3 separate regions of the Mus musculus genome follow, and all the other regions are linked to region 3. Evidence: chromatin contacts called from public HiChIP or PLAC-seq and capture Hi-C data. All regions are on one chromosome and are shown on one strand. Each heading gives the region's core, a stretch centred on a gene start, on an enhancer-like site or on the middle of the called end of the contact. The rest is flanking DNA. Distances are from core to core; before and after follow the strand shown. Region 1 overlaps Cd302 (CD302 antigen). Region 2 overlaps Baz2b (bromodomain adjacent to zinc finger domain, 2B). Region 3 has its middle 22 kb from the start of Gm39831.

The links. HiChIP or PLAC-seq counts read pairs in DNA pulled down with a chosen protein or histone mark. Capture Hi-C pulls out chosen DNA fragments and counts their contacts.
Region 1: a capture Hi-C map of embryonic stem cells shows a contact between it and region 3, with 5 times the contacts expected there. The contact joins two enhancer-like sites. A contact is called at or near these places in 1 of 484 Hi-C or Micro-C datasets (bone marrow-derived macrophages), 2 of 115 datasets of contacts at active chromatin or transcription factors (both in embryonic stem cells) and 1 of 9 other capture datasets (embryonic stem cells).
Region 2: an H3K27ac HiChIP or PLAC-seq map of embryonic stem cells shows a contact between it and region 3, with 5 times the contacts expected there. The contact joins two enhancer-like sites. A contact is called at or near these places in 1 of 15 datasets of contacts at CTCF or cohesin (embryonic stem cells), 19 of 484 Hi-C or Micro-C datasets (cerebral cortex, cortical neurons, differentiating embryonic stem cells and 1 more), 5 of 115 datasets of contacts at active chromatin or transcription factors (all in embryonic stem cells) and 1 of 9 other capture datasets (embryonic stem cells).

Annotation. Positions count from the first base shown.
Region 1 is chr2:60,265,848-60,269,197 of GRCm38.p6, forward strand. All of the region lies in intron 2 of Cd302 (CD302 antigen), which reads right to left. Among named protein-coding and RNA genes, the nearest start is that of Cd302, 17 kb to the right of the region's middle. Within about 2 kb of position 1,749, at least 38 of the 459 cell types and tissues checked have an H3K27ac peak or open chromatin away from gene starts, as enhancers often do. A contact at or near this core is called in embryonic stem cells, where this site is marked.
Region 2 is chr2:60,049,104-60,052,270 of GRCm38.p6, forward strand. The region is part of intron 2 of Baz2b (bromodomain adjacent to zinc finger domain, 2B); the gene reads right to left. Among named protein-coding and RNA genes, the nearest start is that of Gm13572, 14 kb to the left of the region's middle. Within about 2 kb of position 1,863, at least 28 of the 459 cell types and tissues checked have an H3K27ac peak or open chromatin away from gene starts, as enhancers often do. A contact at or near this core is called in embryonic stem cells, where this site is marked.
Region 3 is chr2:59,532,570-59,535,769 of GRCm38.p6, forward strand. No RefSeq gene overlaps it. Among named protein-coding and RNA genes, the nearest start is that of Gm39831, 22 kb to the left of the region's middle. Within about 2 kb of position 1,307, at least 31 of the 459 cell types and tissues checked have an H3K27ac peak or open chromatin away from gene starts, as enhancers often do. A contact at or near this core is called in embryonic stem cells, where this site is marked.

The DNA of each region.
Region 1 (3,350 bases), core at 499-2,998, 730 kb after region 3:
GCCACTTTTGCTTGTGTACGATAAACAGTTGCTCATCTGATAAATACATAGGTTGTATTTTTAATAAAAGGGTAAACAAGGTTTGACAATGCGCTAAGGTAGGGTCATGTCTTTTTACGGTTTACAACCTCCAATCCAGTTTACGTTATTAGGATCTATGCTTATGTCTAATGTAACTACTGTACATTGTTGAGAAAGAGGAAGGTACCCGGCATGGCTGTGCACCCCTAAAATTCCAGCACGTGGGAGGTGCAGGCAGGAGGGTCATGAGTTAGAGCGGAGCTGGAGACCAACCTGGGCTTTCCAGACCGTGTGATGACCTTGTTTTGAAACAGATGTAGAGACTGCAAACAGTTTTTTGAGAACAGCTCATTTAACAAATCTCTTAAGGCTAGCGACATTGCTGTTCTGCTCAATTCCCAAGAAATAAACTGGGTATAATGGAAACTGTGTCTCCCCCCTACTCCTTGCCCCTGCTAAAAGCCAACATGTCAACACCATTTAATAGCTACCAACTTTTCCAGGGGGAATAAATGTATTTATGTACAATGTGGCCATGCAGTCTTGGTACACACACTTTTTTTTAATGATTTATTTTAATTTTATGTGCATTGGTGTTTTGGCTTCATGTATGTCTGTGTGATAGTGTTGGATCCCCGGGAACTGGAGTTACAGACAGTTGTGAGCTGCCATGTGGGTGCTGGGAATTGAACCTGGGTCCTCTGGAAGAGCAGCCAGTGCTCTTAACCACTGAGCCATTTCTCCAGCCCACTTTTAATCTCAGGTCTCAAGAGTCTGAAGCAGGAGGATCAAGCACTCCAGACCAGCCTATGTACAAAACCAGAGCCTGTCAAAACCACACCAAACTATGTGCTAGCTCAATAAAACTATATTTCCATTTATTCCTTTCTATAATGAATATGATTTTAATTAAATATAGGTAGAAAACGTTATAGTCTTTCAAAATGTTTTACTTGTGATTTTTCAGAAATTGTGCTTCTTATTTAATTTTTTTATGAGAGGGTTTATTATATTGGCTTATATGAAATTCTATAACGCCCATTTGCAAACTGGAGAGCTAAGGGGAGCTACTAGTGGCTAAGTACAAGATGCCTTAGAACAGGGCCTACATCTGGGGCTGAAAGACAAGAATACTCCTAACAATAGTGTGAGGCCCAGAGTCAGAGGCTGAAGAGGCTGCAATCAGGTCCAAGGGATGCAGCAACCACATCTGCTTTTGAAAGAAGAACGAGAGGGGGAGGACATGTGTCCCTCTGTCCTGTCTACTTACTTGCTCCAGCTGACTAGATAACACCTACTCACTCCAGGGCAGGCGCTTGCATACTGTTTGTGGATCCATAGGCTTCCCCCGACCCGTTCCATGTGGACACTCTCGTAAACATCCCCAGAAGTCATTTACCAACTATCCCGGGCACCCCTCAATCCAGTCAGGTTGATGACTGGAATCAGCCGTCATGGTGGGCATTTGTTTCTGTTTTCACACCCCACCCCACCCCCAGTGACATTGGGGACTGAAGTAGCCCTTATTTTTTGAGACAGGGTTTCACCATGACAGCTCACAACTGTCTGTTGGAACCCCTGGTCATCCTGCTTCTATTTTCTAATTGTTGGGATTATAGCTGGGCGTCACCACACCCAGACACTTCCTTGTCCCCTCCCCTTTACCCCCTTTCACTTTGTAACCTTGGTAGCCTGGATCTGCCTGCCTTTGCCACCAAGTGCAGGGATTAAAGGCAGGGAGGCCTCTCTAAGTAATGGAGTTGGGAGTTTCAAAAAAGTGTGATGAGGTAATCAGGTGGATTCTTAGTTCCACCACAGAAGAAAAAGCCCCTTTAAGGAACTCAAGGCCAGTCCCACCAGCTCATATTTCACCCTGAGGTCTGGTGGTTTTAGATTTAACTAAAGGAATGTCAAGACAACAAGAGGGTAACAGAAGCTTGTCTTTGGGACAGAGCCAGATACATGAGCTGTCTCTACTCCAAGCACACCTTTAACAGGACGGGTAAGCAGTTCACTGGTGGAGCACACACATGTGTGGGGACTTGGGCCTACAGAGAGAATTCCAGGACACCCAGGGCAGCAGGGGCAGGCTGGGGCAAGGGCACACTCAAGGAGACAGAAATTTTGTTGGGGTCCTCTGACAAATGCTTGTAATCTACTCAGGAGACTGAGGCAGGAGTTTAAGGCCAGGCTGGACAATGTGCATAATGAAAATCAGTCTTTAAAAAAAAAAGACATTTTGCTGAAAGTGTGAGATATGTCTGTGGTCCCAGCTACTGAAAGGCACTTACCTGCCTACTTAATCAGCGAGAGAGAGCCTGTGTCAAATATTACTTGTTAAATTTGAACTGTAGAGCTGAGATGCTCGAGTGGGTAAAATGTTTGCCTCACAAACATCAGGACTGAATTCAGATGACCAGAACTCACTGACATTGATGCCACAGCCCATGTACGAACTCACGGTGTCCCTGGGGCTAGACAGGAGGTAGAGACAGAAGCCTCCAGAAGCCCACAGCCAGCCGGCCCAGGCATCTGAAGCAGTGAATAACAAGAGACCCTGTCAAGCAAGATGGAAGGCAAGGACCCACTGCAGGCTGCCCTCAGTATTCAGCCACATCACTGACATGAACAACAGAGCTGCCTTGGGGGTGGGGGTGGGGATGGGGGGGTTGTGGGGCTTTTTGTCTGTTTGTTATTCTATAAAATCATTTAAACTTGTTACTGAAAGGAAATAAAACTGTAATTCATGTAATGTATGTTAAATAGCCCAAAGAGTTGTTTCTGAGCTTTGAAACCTGGGGCTGAGAACATAGCAGAACAGACCAGGACATGCCCGGGCAAGCCCATCGCCTCCCTAGCTCCCACCCCTCTGACCTAAGTTAAATGTTACAGGCTGCTGATGTTTAAATGGACCAATCATGTGAAACCTCGCCAATTCCTCCCCCAGCCCCACTCCTTTTCTATAAAAACCCCTAGCTTCCAAGCCTCGTGGTCGAATCCACTGTCTCCTGTTATGTGAGATACGTTTCGACCCGGAGCTCCGCCATTAAAAAACCTCTTGTTGTTACATCAAGGTGTTGTGTTCTATTCGTGATTCTTGGGTGCACGCCGAATCGGGAGCTGAGTGGAGGTTTCCCCACTGAGTTCTTTCATTACATGTTATGAAACTGGAATCCAAAGAGAACAATTTGCCAAGACATGTAATAAGCATTGACTTTGCATTTAGGAATCCTATAAAAGGAGGGGGGTGTTTGTTGTTTGTTTCTTTTACAGTAAGTTGGTATTGTCAGTAAATTGTACGGGGCCGTTAAGAGCCGAGTTGAGGATTA
Region 2 (3,167 bases), core at 613-3,112, 520 kb after region 3:
AGTTCCAAGATGGCCAGAGCAACAAACACAGTGACACCCTGTCTCAAAAAAACAAGGCTCAGGACTCAGGAGGCAGAGGGAGGGGGATCTGTTTGTTCAAGGCCAGCCTAGTCTGCAAATCAAGTCTAGAACAGCCAAGTCTAGAACAGCCAAGGCTGTTACACAGAGAAGCCCTGTCTCGAAAACTGAACTTAAAAAAAAAAAAAAAAACCTGCATGTGCATCACCTACTTTAAAACAGTTAAATGATTCTAAACGTAGGGAGTGGTGAGTACTGGAAGCTGAGGCAGAAGTTCAGATAAAAGGAACAGTTTATGAAAGATTTCATGAGCGTCCACAATGCCAGCAGTCAGTACAGGAGTTTCGGCAGGAGAGTGACCTAGTTAGCTCTGTGCTATCAGTTAAAGCAACACTGAGAGATGGATGAACAGCGCTCAGCAAGAGGCATCAGGCTCTCAGCTTATTGCCACAGGCACAATGAGACATCATGCCATCCTCCAAGAATACTTAGGCTTTCAGCTTGAGAGTAGGAGCTCAGGTCTGGCCTCAGCACTGGAGAGATTGAGGCAGGAAGATCTCAAAGGCAGTCTGGACTAGAGAACAAGACCTTGGCGCGAGCGCGCGCACACACACACACACACACACACACACACACACACACAGGATTTAAATATCATAGAGAAGAATATACTTGGAAAATATTTAGAAAGAAAAGGAAGGAATCGTGAAAAAAAGATGAATGTTTAAATAGAAGAACAGGCTCCAAGAGCTGCCAAGAAAAAGCAAAGTCACTGTGCAAGACCAAGTTTTGGGAAATACAGTACTAACCTGTAGTTAGTCTCTAGTACCACCTAGGGTGCGTCTACCACAGCATGTACGATGCATTTATAAGATATCCTTTGAAGGGTCAAACATGTTGTAAATTCTCAAACACAGAGATGCCCAGGGACAGCTGCTACATGAAAGAAGCCTCTTCTACAATGCTGCTTTCCACTTCCCCTTCCTTCGCAGCTCTTCTCTTCCTTCCTAGCTCCCTCCCTCTAGTTCTCCTTGGTTTTGAGACAGAATCCTAGGCTCAAACTCAGAATATTCTGATCAGAGCTTTCCAAACTGCCTTTACCAGAATGTAATGTGTGCCTGGCCTAATTTAACTCTCCCAGCTTTACTTAACCATGGAAACTTCGCTTTATTTAATGCTCCATACAACCAATGTTCTAACAAAATTACTTTGGAAAACACTGGTTGGACAACAAGAATCAGGTAGGACGGCTCATGCCTGTAAATGAAGCATTAAAGAGGCAGGAGGACATCATGAATTTGAAGCCAGCCTATGCTACAAAAATGAGTTATGGGCCAGCTAAAGCAACAATGCAAAATGTTGTCTTAAAAACTTAACAACAAAAAGACCCAAATAATATAAAAGCTCTCTGACTCCCTTTTTACTTTGCTGGACACTCACAGAACTCCATCTGTGCTGGTTCGCTGGTCCTCCTTGGAACGCACCAAATATTCGCCTTTGGGACTGCAACTAAACCACTTTCTGGTTAGAAAAGCCTTAGGAGAGTGCTCTTTAACTCCCCTGAACTTCAGTCGAGAGACCTGGCTGGTAAGAAGGTGTGTCCCTGTGTTTTCAATTGTTAAAAGAGCTAAGTGGGGCAGGATTTTGGTATTGTCATTTCTACAGACCCATCTCAGGTTTTCTATATGTAAAAGATAAGAAGAAAGCTGCCATTGGAAAGGTCAAACAGCTCAGTGCCCAAGGCCAACCCTAAGAGACATCAAAAGTTGTGTTGCTGCTGACTGGTTTGGACTAGAATGTGGGTTCAGGGGCGGGACTTCTAGGCAGACGATGAAGGAAACGGAAGGCCTAAGGAGCTGAATCCGGTAGTGAGAACTTAAGTCAAGAACTTAAGTTAGTAGCTCGCTGAGAGACTGCCCCAGCAAAAGGCCAACTGCTTTAAAACAGATACAACTCTCCTGGTCTTAGTTAAACCTTACAAGGCTCCTCGAAAGCCCCCAACACACTCACAGCCATGAACTCACTTTATTTCTCTTCACAGTGCTGACTGTCCCCCAGCAAATTAAACCTTATCTTGCCTTTTACCCACAGAATAAGTCACGTGAGTCTTTGTGTAGTCCTCTCCTCTTTAACCTTACCACTATCTATAAATAGCTACTTACTAATCAGCTGTTGAATAATGCAGTTACTATCATTTAAACTGTCTGAGTATAATGATAGCAACAGGTGAAACTGCCACTGAATATTCACAAGGGGTGGTTACCTCACTCAGGATATTCTGCTCATATTCTTCATATCTATATTCTATGTAAAACGCATGACTGTTTTAAAAAGTTTTCAGGATTTTGCAAAGCTCAAATTTTTCTAATTTTCTCTTCTGCAAAACAATTATAAGACTTTTTATCTTCTCTTTATAAAATGCACAGACAGGATTTTAGTATATCTTATGGTAGAAATTCTCCCTTAACTGTAGACACTGGGTCAGGCTTGTCAGTCTGGACCTGAAGTTGTAGCATGCACCATCTAAGGCAAAAGGCCTTTTTCTCCACTGAAACCCATGACTCCCTGTTCTAACTCTAGAGACTGCTAAGTGCTATGGTAGATTTCAGATGTGTGGTGTTTCCATTACTTTCTAATGCTCATTAGTTATTGAACTGAACCGTTCTCTATATGGTAATATATACTCTCACAGGTACTTACAACTCCACTAAAAATCAAAATGAATTCTCACAGACATGTACAAGAATTTTTTCAAAATATCTCAGAATACAATCTACAAAATGTTTTAAGTATTTTAATATCAAGTGCAGTATTTCTAAACTGACATCAGTCAACACAATACAAAATAGACTCTATTCAATTAGCAATCAAGTTCTATCCTGATAAACACAGTGGAAGGGAGAAATGTTCTCAGAGGAAATATACACAGTGTAACATAGACCACTGCTGTTTAACCTTCTGACTTCACAGCCGACAGGCCAGTGGCTTACTTCTGGCCATTCTACACCAAGAGTATCTTCCCACCAATTGCTAGCCCAGCAAAAGCTCAAAATTCAAACTTTCAAGTGGAGTGACTGCTGAGTGCGCACAGTGCTCCATGGCGTTACAGAGCTGAAAGGCATGGGGTGAACTGTCCATTGTGGGTGTGC
Region 3 (3,200 bases), core at 57-2,556:
TCTGCCTCCTGAGTGGATTAAAGAAAGGCACATGCCACTATGCCTAACTCATTAATATGTCTTAATAAAAATTTTAAATTATTTATTATTATTATTTTTGGTTGTGGGGGGCAGTGAACGTGGGCATGCATGTGTTATGGAGAACACGTAGAGGGAAGAGGACCTCTTCAGGAGTCGCTTCTCTCCTTCCCAGCCGTGTTCTGTGGATCCAGCTTAGCCCCTCAGGCTTGGGAGGCAGGTGGGCGCATTTACCCAATGTGTTATCATCTTTTCCTCTGTGCTGAGGACTGACTCATGCCAAGCAAGCACTCTGCCATGAAGCTATCTTTATTCCAGACCATTGACAAATTTTTCAGTTGGCCTTGCCCTAAGTCTTTTCTTTACCCAATTTTTAACTCTTAGCAACAAAGCGCCGTTAAAAGCAAGTACTGCCCTTCTTGAGCTCAGTTCCCAGTACCCATGCCTCGTGGCTCACAAGCATCTACACCCCAAGCTTATATTCCAGGGAGAAGCCTCCAGCTTCCCTCCTCATTGGCTGAGCACAGCACTTTGCCAAGATGGAGGTCTAGAAGATAGAACTCCCCTCATAGCCTCAACGGCTTGAAGCCAGTGTTCCATTAGCCCTAAAGCCAAGAACTGAACACATCAGCTTGGCACCTGGAATCAGGTCGATGCTCCAGCCACAGGTCCTTTGCCTGGATCCATGGAAGTCAGACCCAGCTTTAGCTCCTTCTAACATGCTTAGCAGCATGATCTGTGATGGAGGAAGGCATCTTTGGGGGGCAAATGCCCACATTTAATGCAACTTTAGAGTGTCCTTTTATCTACTTCCAGCTAGAATTTCATGATGTAAAATGACCCTGACTGGAAGCATCTCTGCCCACTCGTTTAACCTTTTAACTATGGCGCATGTGTGTGCTGTAGTTACACAAAAGAGCAGGTAGCTTCCCCCCACCCCACCCCACCCCGCCCCCGGACCTTGGTGGTACTCATCACAGGCCTTTCTGAGCCTTGGCCATGGCTGCAGAACATCACAAATTCTGCTGGCGTGGGGGAGGAGGCCCCCTGTGAGCGAAGGGACAGATGGATGCAGAAGATGAGGCTGAGCATCCCCACCCCCTGCCTGGCTTGTCCTGGCAAGTTCTCTCACTCATGAGACACAGCCTAGGGATTGCAACAGCCACCTACCTCCCTGGTGTCCCCACCCCCACTCTCTCCCACTGCCACTTGCCCTGTATGAGGCGTCTCCCCCTCAACACAGAATCCTTTTCCACAGGCTGCTTACGGCTCCTTGGTCGGCTTTGTGTGCGACTGGAGGCAACGCGGCTCTTCAGCCTGGCCTAGGGCCCTCCTGTAGGATACCAGACACAGTGTTCCTGGTACCCCCTCTCTAGACTCTACCTTGAGCACCCAGAATCTCAGAGTTTACTATTCTTTCCTCTTGCCTAACTCTTATTCACCCTTCAAAACCTGCTCAAGTCCTTCCCTCTAGAAAGACTTTCCCGAGTCCTTTATAGGAAGATATGTCACCTCCTCAGGAGCCCCTTCCTGGAGCGGAACATAGCGCTCATGGGAAAGGAGAAACTACCTTAACTGTGATATGGGGCCTCTTGCCTCTGGAATCTTCTGGCTTCCCTCTCAGGTGCCCTTTCCACTCTGAGGTCCCTCTCCATCCACAGAGGCCCCGCAGATCAAAGCCAAGCGTCTGCTCGAGTGTGGCAGTGTGCGGCATATGAAGTCTTTACAGCGCTGTTGTCTAATCTGAGAATGAGAGGTTGGAACCCAAGGGCGCTGCAGATTCACTGCACTTCTAATTGTCTCTAAGTGATTAAAGGAGCAATTAGAAACCTAGGTGTTCCCAAACAGTAGGAAAATCACTTCTGAGTAGAGGCCCTGTTGGAGGTTCACGTGACAACCTGTTTATCTGTGGCCGCAGCCTAGCAGCAACAGCAGCTCGCCTGTCCTTCCTGACACAACACCCCCACCACTGTGACTCAAAGCTCCCTTCAGAGTTGCCAGCTGGGCTCCTGTGGCTTTGCTGTATTAACTTTGATGCCTCCCCCGCAGCCACCGCTGCTACAACCTGTGTTGTCCAAATTGTTCGTGTCTTACCAAAACAAAAAGTCTCCTCTTTCCTCATTTTCTGGGCCACCACACTCTGGACTACCTGAAGAGCCAGCTGGGGCCTGAGCATTTTGTGTTGGTCTCTCTTGGGGATTCTTAGAGACACTGTGACTGAAATACATCACACAACTCTAGGGGGCCTCCTTCATGCTAGGGTCATTATAGACTTGAGCACACAGTAGGATTCTTTTCTTAATCCTATGAAGTTATCTATCTATTCACATATTCATTTACATATCAGAGTTTCTTGGGATGTTTCTCTCTCTCAGCTATTATGAATAATACCAGTATGGGTATGAGTGTACAAATTAAAATTGTTTTGAGACCAAGTGTTGCATGTAGCCCACACTGCCCTCAAAATTACAAACTTCCTGCCTCTGCTTCCAGAGTTTCAAAATTACAGGCATATAATCCCATGCCTAGCTTTTAAAAATTTAATAACACAGCAAAACATTTCATGATGGCTGACTCCTTTGGATCATTGTCCTGGTGCTGGTTGTACAACTTTGACTTTGCGATGAGCTCATGCTGTGTAGATAGGATCTTACTGTGTTGTCTGGGCTGCTTTGAACTCCTAATTCAAGTGATGCTTGGGCCTCAGCTTTCAAAAAAGCTGGGACCCTAGACATGTGCTACCGGCCACAGGTAACTCCTTTGGGTCCTTCAAAGAGTCTCTGAATTGTTTATTTAATCTTACTATCTTTTGTGGATTTGAGGTCACGGTCACATGGCCCTATTGTTCCCAACACTATAGCTGTAAGTTCTTTAAAAATATTTTAAATATATATTTATATATAATTTTTATACACTTATTCATAAGTGTGTGTGTGTGTGTGTGTGTTCATTGTGAAGAAGGAAGGGCATGGGTATGTGTGTGTAGGTCAAAGGATAATTTGCAAAACTCAGCTTGTTCACATGTAGGTCTTTGGGAATACAGTCAGGTCACCAGACTTGGCTACTATCCTATCAGGTCTTATTTTTGGTTTGTTTAGATTTTTTTTCCCCTAGAAGGCCTCTATAGAGTAGCCAGAATGAATCGATACAATGAGATTGTTTTCTGAAACTAATAATGACAA